Regions from separate parts of the Rattus norvegicus genome. Here region 2 is linked to region 1. Evidence: chromatin contacts called from public Hi-C data. All regions are on one chromosome and are shown on one strand. The core of a region is the stretch at or near the end of the contact, and the rest is flanking DNA. Distances in the headings are between cores, read along the strand shown. Region 1 holds the start of Zfp236 (zinc finger protein 236). Region 2 holds the start of Zfp516 (zinc finger protein 516).

The links. Hi-C and Micro-C count contacts between places; a contact is called where the count stands out from the background.
Region 2: a contact with region 1 is called in a Hi-C map of hepatocytes, with 2.1 times the contacts expected there. The contact joins the promoter of Zfp516 here to the promoter of Zfp236 in region 1. A contact is called at or near these places in 2 of 12 Hi-C or Micro-C datasets (frontal cortex and hepatocytes) and 1 of 1 datasets of contacts at active chromatin or transcription factors (oligodendrocytes).

What each region holds. Positions count from the first base shown.
Region 1 is chr18:78,345,664-78,349,362 of GRCr8, reverse strand. It overlaps Zfp236 (zinc finger protein 236), which reads left to right and starts at 2,139. Exons shown (of 31, transcript NM_001427206.1): 1 at 2,139-2,404. The coding sequence starts at 2,350.
Region 2 is chr18:78,571,776-78,575,355 of GRCr8, reverse strand. Zfp516 (zinc finger protein 516) reads right to left here and starts at 1,794. Exons shown (of 6, transcript NM_001191695.2): 1 at 1-1,794.

The sequences.
Region 1 (3,699 bases), core at 890-3,389:
ATAAGCAAGCCAAAATGAGTGCTAGGAACTGAACTTGAGTCCCCAGTGAACAGTGCCTGCTCTGACTGCTGAGTAACCTCTCTAGTCCCCACTCCTGTTAAAGTTTTCTCCTTTAGCTTCAATGCATATGGAAATGGACTTTCCTGTGGATACAACCAGAGGCAGAATTAGAATAACTGTGGGTTTCCAGCCCTGGATCTGCTTAAAGTTCACGGGGGCCTTTAGCAAAAATTCTTAACTTCTTTCATCTAGTTTCTTCCCCTGTACGTGACAGCTCATAGGACTGACTACTGTAAAGACCAGAGGCGTTCTCTACTAAGGACTACAGATTTACTTAAAGGCATCCGCTAGGTTAATATTTGTTAGTCCCCGCTGGCAGATCCTGGAAGTGACTCTTTGATTTCTGTCACCTGAGTGCCAGGTGCAATGGTATCCCTGCAATCCATACCTGCAACTCTACTATTCATAAGGTTGAGGGGCAGGAACATGAGCTAGAGGCCAGCTTGGATACACAGTGAAATACTGTTTCCAAAACCAATTATGACTAGAAATAGCTTGTGTCCCCCTGCATGCCTGAGCTCGTGTGGGCACATATGCTAAGTTGGTCCTGAGGAGGCCCAAATGCAACAGTGGAGAGAGCTCTCTCAGCCTTCACAAGGATTCTGAGACTCAAACTCAGGTCGCCAGGTTTGTGTAGCAAATGTCTGTACTCACTGACTTTCTTAAAGTATCTTTCAATTAAGCTTATATATATATATATATATATATTTTTTTCCCTCCCCGGGGCTGGGGACCAAACCCAGGACCTTGCGCTTCCTAGTCAAGTGCTCTACCACTGAGCCAAATCCCCAACCCCGTTACCCTGGCTTTTACCTGAACTTTCCTTAGTTGTCCCTGCCTGCTAAAAAGCAACCATTTCCTACGACTCACATCAAACCCGTTTTCCCACTGTCTAAATCGTAACCAATCTTGTTCTCAAAACTACTCTGGTTGTTTTAAAAACATATTATTGTGTGAGGGCTTGGGGGCCACAGCACATATGAGGAGGTGTTGAGAGTTCAGTCTTGTGGACGCAGTCTCCTCTGGGCTTCAGGGGCCAGGGTGCCAGCTCCCTATCCCAAGGCTTTTAAAACTCCTATTCTAACATTTGATGTATAATCTGTTTTCTCTTTAGATCTTATAAACCTTTTGGCTTAATTTGTTCCAGTTTTGTGTCTTTCTTGTTGCATCCATACTGGTGGGTTCTAAGCTTGCAACTTGTAGGTTCATCAGGTAGTTGGTAAACATGGGGTCTTTGAACTTCCTCATTAAGAATTCTGAGACCCGGGGTTGGGGATTTAGTTCAGTGGGAGAGCGCTTGCCTAGGTTCGGTCCCCAGCTCAGAAAAAAAGAAAAAAAAAAAAGAATTCTGAGACCCTACACTACTTCTGGCTTACTGGAGTAAATACTCATTCTGCTCTTTGATGATTTTATTTTTACGTTTTGAGAAGAGGTCTCACTTAAGCCTGGAACTTACCATGTAGACTTTACATTACACTTTCCGACCTTGCAGTCTCAGTCTCCCAAGCTTTGGGATTAGAGGTGTGTCACACACCCTGCTGGATTCTTAACATGGCTTCAGGCTGTGCCGCTGTGAATCAATCACAAGCTGGAGCCAAAAGGCACAACAGCAAGTCATACAAGAAGATGCACCAGAAACGGTAAACTTTGAGGCTTAAATGGAGCCTTTAAGGGGAGTTATTGAAGTCGGCCTGTTTCCAGGAGCTTCTCTGCGTCAGGTATCCTTCCCAGGTCTTTCATCACTCCAAAGACCGGATGCTTAAAAAAAGTCCGGAGTAGGAGGCTGTGCTGGGACACTTTCCCTACACAGAGGTAGGCTCGAAATCAAGTGAACGTAGGCGAACGTAGGACAAGCAAACCACGTCAGGACCCTTCCATTTCCTGGGGAGTTGGGGGTGAGAGGGTTGGTTGTCCTGACCGGCGTTCGAGGTCCGGGATGGAGCGCCGGGAAGCCGCGGAGAAACATTGCAAACCAAGCCCAGGCCCAGGGCCTGCAGGCCAGCGGATCGCCGAGCTAGGTGACGCCGCCGCCTGTCGGGCCGCGCATGCGCAAAACGGCGCCCCCGCCCCCACTGCCCGCTCCCAACGCCCCCGCCGCGGCCCGCGGGCCATGGAACCCGCCGAGGCCGGCGCGGTCCGAGCGCTGCTGCCCGCGCGTCCGGGCGCCGTCGCCCTGTGAGCCCGGCGGGCTGGGTCCGGCCGCCGCCGCAGCCCGCCCGCCCGCCCGCCGGTGCCGCGCGTGCGCGCCCGCCGAGGGAGAGCGCGAGTGAGGGGTGGGCCGCCGCGACGATGCCGCGGGGCCGCCCCCCGAAGCCCCGGGACGGCGCGGCGCGCGGCGAGTCCGGTAAGGCCCGCGGCGGCCGCCTAGTCCCCGGATGGGCGCGGGGTGCGCCGGGAGCGGCGCGGAGGGCGGGCGGCGGCGACTGGCCGGGCGGGCGCAGCGAGGGCGGACGGATACGGGCGCCGCGGCCGGGCCCCTCCGCGCTGGGCCTACTTTCCCGGCCGTGGCGGCGCGGGGGCGGCGGCGCGGGCGGCGGCTTCCTCCTCCTCCTCCTCCTGCAGAGTTCCTGTTTGCTCCCTTCCTGAGCCCCTCGCTCCAGGCTTCCAGAGTCCCAGTGCCTCGAATCTCCTCGCCGCCCTCCAGAGTCCTGATCCTTCAGCCTTTTCTAGTCCCCCGCCCTCCATGTCGCCCGCTCTGCGTCGTCGTCCCCTTAAGTCCCCTCCCTCCATGTCTTTCTGTTCCTTCCGCCTGCCCCCTGCCCGCCTCGGTCGTTCTAGGCACAGGCCCCAGGGAGTGCCCGCTCTTCCGGTGTATCCCGGGTTCCTACCGCGGGGGGACCCCGATCCAGCAGGGACCGAGGCCTCAGGGGGCCGCGGGGAGTGCGCACAGTAGGCTCTTCTGCGCACAGTAGGCCTCAGGAGGCATTTCTCCCTTTTATTTATGCTAGCGGGCTGAATTCGTTTGAGCTAACTCGTGTCTGTTTCTCCCGGAAAGAGAAGTGCACAGTTTTACAGCAGGCAGTGAGATGGGGAAAATGTCACCCACACCGTCGCCTCCCCTCAGCCTGGCGCTTAGTGGGGGCCCCTCCTCCAGCGCTAGGAGGAGGAAACATGCATCCATTGCCACAGCGTTCTTTTGAGATGGGATGGGGGTCATCGGGTTGAGAGGCACGGAGCTCAGCTGTACGTGCCAGGGTTTAGTCCCAGTCTTGGGGTAATACTTGCCCCGGAGTCCCCGCGTTTGTGGCCCCGAAGCAACCCTGGGTGGTTTGTGCAGGCAAGCTGGCTGGGAAAGAACCCTGTCTGGGCGTTGGGAAGGCGGTGCCCGTCTGGGACGCAATGGAAGGTGAATCGCCCAACTTCTATTATGTTTATGTAGCAGGTTGCTGCTTAGTGACTCAGGGTTTGAGTCCCTGTCCTTGGGGATGGGTGCACTGATGTTCAAGAGCTGCGATCAAGGAGTCCAGGTGCAGGCACCCATGGTCAGATCTGGCCTGGACTTACAAAGGACTATGTTAAGTTGGTCCTTTGGGAGGGAGGAATGAGGAACTGGCATCAGTGCAAGCTTCGGAGCAGGACACCCAAACCAGAAGTTACTAAAGTACTGCTCTTCACAAAGTCCACAGGCGTGTCGATTAG
Region 2 (3,580 bases), core at 545-3,044, 230 kb before region 1:
GCAGTTTCTTTTCTCTCTCTCCCCTCCGTGTCGTTCCATTTAATGATAAAACAACAGCAGAGCTTTGAAAAGTTAGCCATCTACGCAGAGTCTGTCTCCCTAACGTGGCCAGAGTCAGAGAATACCATTTAAATATACCCCCTACTTCCACAATGGACGAAAAGGAAAATGGGCAGCCAGAAGGGAGCCCGGAGGAAGGGGAGGGGGGGTCAGTCATCGGGGCGGGTAGACTCGGAGTAGAGTTGTTCTCAACACCCCAAAAAGGACTTTGACCTTTGATTGATTTAATAATTAAAAATTGTTTCCACGAGTTAGGTTATAACAAATGTTCAGTCCTAATTTTTGGCGTCGTTATTTTATTATTTAAGCTTGCTGAAGCAAGCACGTTTCCTTAAGAAAGAACTGACCTATTTTTGGCTGGAGATAAACGATCATGTTAACAGATGTTAATCTTGTAATCTGTTTTTCCTGTAAAGCACTTCACATACCCAGGCTTCAGGACCTTAAAAATAACATCTTTTCCAAAAAGACCTGACGTCACAATCCACTCTCTGGGGGGAATAATCACACTCCCCTCCAGTTCTTTTTCCTCCTGCAATGATTTCAAAGACATGAAATCTTTTTCACTTTATAAGTGCCGATTTGTTCTGCCTCAACTCCCACGGGCTTTTATTTGCATTTCAAATTCCACAGGTTACACCAGTCGCCTTTTCAAAAAAAAAAAAAAAAGTAAACCAACAATAAAGCAGTAAATGGCTTTCTGTGCATCTGGATTAAATAAGACACCGAATGAATATATTTTAAAAGAAGGGGCCGAGCAAGTTGGTCTGTGCTCACCCAGAGACCAAGGGACTCTTCATCAGCAAGCCAGGCAATGAGTTGGCTACACACAGTCCGGAGCTGGGGGTTGGGAGAATTGGACTGGTAGGCTGTGGAGAGCTTGTTAACGCTGGTGATGGATGCGGCTGACTTACAGACCCACATTTTTTCGGGTAAAAGGCTGGTTCTCTGGAGTCCTAATTGCAGGGATCCACCGGCTTCCCCACTCACAAAACCTGATACTCATCGCACCACCGACCTTCCTCCATGAACCGCTGGCTTTAAAGACCCCACTGGCCTGGCTTTTAACAAACTTATTCAGACAAAGTTTCTTTAAAACTTGACGAGGCGGTTTAATCTAAATACTGATCTTAACTATTCGGTATGTTCTCCCTGGAAATGGCAGAAGAGGCGCCTTTCCAACCCCTACCCCACCCCCGCAACGTACACCCCACTGCGTCCTCTTTCATACACCCGGGTGTAATTCGTGTGTATGTGTGTGCAAATATGCACACATATATGGCTATCAATAAGCCCCCCCACCCCCCATTCTGCCATAGCCCGGCAAGGCAAATCGCAATTCCGTGGAGTCCCCGCCGCGCTGATCTCCTTCCCAACCCACTGCGAGTCATTTCCAGAACCTCGCCCCCGCCCCCACCTCTACGCGAACTTCCCTTTCTAGAGATCCCACTTCTTCAGTGCTGGGGGTCACTCAAATCTCCCCGCTGACCACCACCACCAAACACAAATACGCAAACCCGTCGTCCCCAAGGCAGCGGCGCTCTGTGCCCACAGGCATCGATCCCCTCCGCCAAACCCTTAATAATTGAAACGGCTCCTTCGGCCCCGCCGCCCATCACCCACCTTCATTAGCCAGAGCGTTTTACTTTAAAGTAAGGCAATTTGCTCTTTGTCTCCTAATGGATGAGAGCGCATCCGAGCTCCCCTCCTCCCGCGTCGCCTTTGACGAAGTGTACAAAGCCAGAGCCTCTTCCGCGCTCCCACCCCGGCCCCCACCCCGCCCCTCCACTGCGGTAAAAGCCACCTCCCGGGCGCTCGCCCCGCCGCCCGAAGTTTCATCTTCTTCTCTCCTGGAATTGCAGAGCAGAGTAACTACCAACACAGAAAGCCAAGTCGCCCTCCTGGCGCCAGAGACCTTCTACAGGGCGCGCCCCCTGCCCAGCGCGCCCCCACCCCACGGGGCACCGCAGGGTCTTGCGCACGTAGTGGGTCCCGACCTTCCCAGCCCTGCCTGCGGGTCCTCCCCCCTCTGAGTCAGGAAGCACCCCCGCCCTACGGCCCCTACCTTGGCGGGGAGGCGGCGGGCCCCAGGAGGAGGACGCGCACGCCCCGCGCATCTGAAGGTGAAGCCGAGCGCCCGCGGCGCGGTGCCGAGCGCTGCTCTAGACCGACCGCGCCAGCTGCGCCCTGGCGCGGGGGACGCGCGAGGACGCGCGGGACCAGCCACGCGCCCGGCCCCCCTCCGCGAGCCGCGCGCGCGCCCGGGACGCACCGGCCCCGCGGGGGCCCAGGCGCCAGCAGGGCTCGGAGGGACTGCACCGTGCAGAGAAGGGGACCCAGCGTCCACGGCCGTAGCAGGCCTGAGGCTTCCCCCAGCCCGGGAATGGTCTGCCCTGTAGGAAACGCACACGCTCCACTATTGTCTCATCAGCACAAAGTTCTGCCACACTGCGGAGAAAGTCTGGAGGCTCACGATGACTCAGACCCAGATAATTCCTCCCCTAATAGCCCTGAATCACGACGTCGGCGGCTAGTGGTCGCCCCTCAGCTTAAGGTCTCAGGTTGCCGCAGCTCCAGCTCCTGGAGGCTGTTTACGCGCGCACCACCCCCTCACACACACCCATACGTGCAGACGTGCTTGGGATGCTTGTCCAGCCGGCTCAAACACCTGGACGCCGAGCCTCAAGCCCAGACCAAACGGTGTTCACCCTGCCCGCGGCCTCAGAAGCGCGCGTGTCCCCTGAACTTCACGGGAGCGAGTCTGGGAGTCCGCATGCTTCGGGAAGAACAGGACCGTTTTGGGGCAGAGTGGAGCTTGGACTGCACTCGTTTATTTCAGTGGCTGTTTACTTGTGTCTTCAAAGTTCGACTCATTTTGCTTTGGTCCTGAAAACTTCATTTGTGCCCCACCCCACCCTATAACTACCCTCCGTGGGTCGTAGTTAGTGACAATGTAGTGAGTCTATGAATCAAAATCTTGATTTGACTCCCCCAAAGCTTTCTTGGTACTTGGCAGGGAGGGGCTGGGGGAGGGGGAGGGGAGCTGGAGCAGAAGGAGGAGAGAGGAGGAGGGGCCGGGGAGCGCGCCCCGCGATCCGCGGTGACGTAGGCCAGGGGAGCTGTGGCCTGCGGAGGGGCACTATCTTCTCCCACCAGGCTCTTGGCCATATTGTTCGGCTGCTGAGCGTGATAACTCCGCATTGGAGATGCATTCGGGCCAAGACGCCCGAGTTGGCTCTGCCGAACAATCAGCGCCAAGATCCGGGCGGTTACCTTTCGCGGTGGCTTTTCCTCGTGCTTACCCTCGCTGCTCCTACAGCTCGGGGGCCCTCCCTGGCCACTGGTTTTGCAATAGAAACTCCTGTGCGGACGAGCTGCAAAGGGCGGCGCTTGTACCCTGGCAGAGCTGGCAATCGGGCGGGGGCCTGGCTGAGAGTGAGATGTTTCCGTGTGCATGCGTGTGTTTCCGCCGAGGAGGGGGCGCAGAGGGAGGAGGCCCGCGAGGAACGGCCCGCGAATC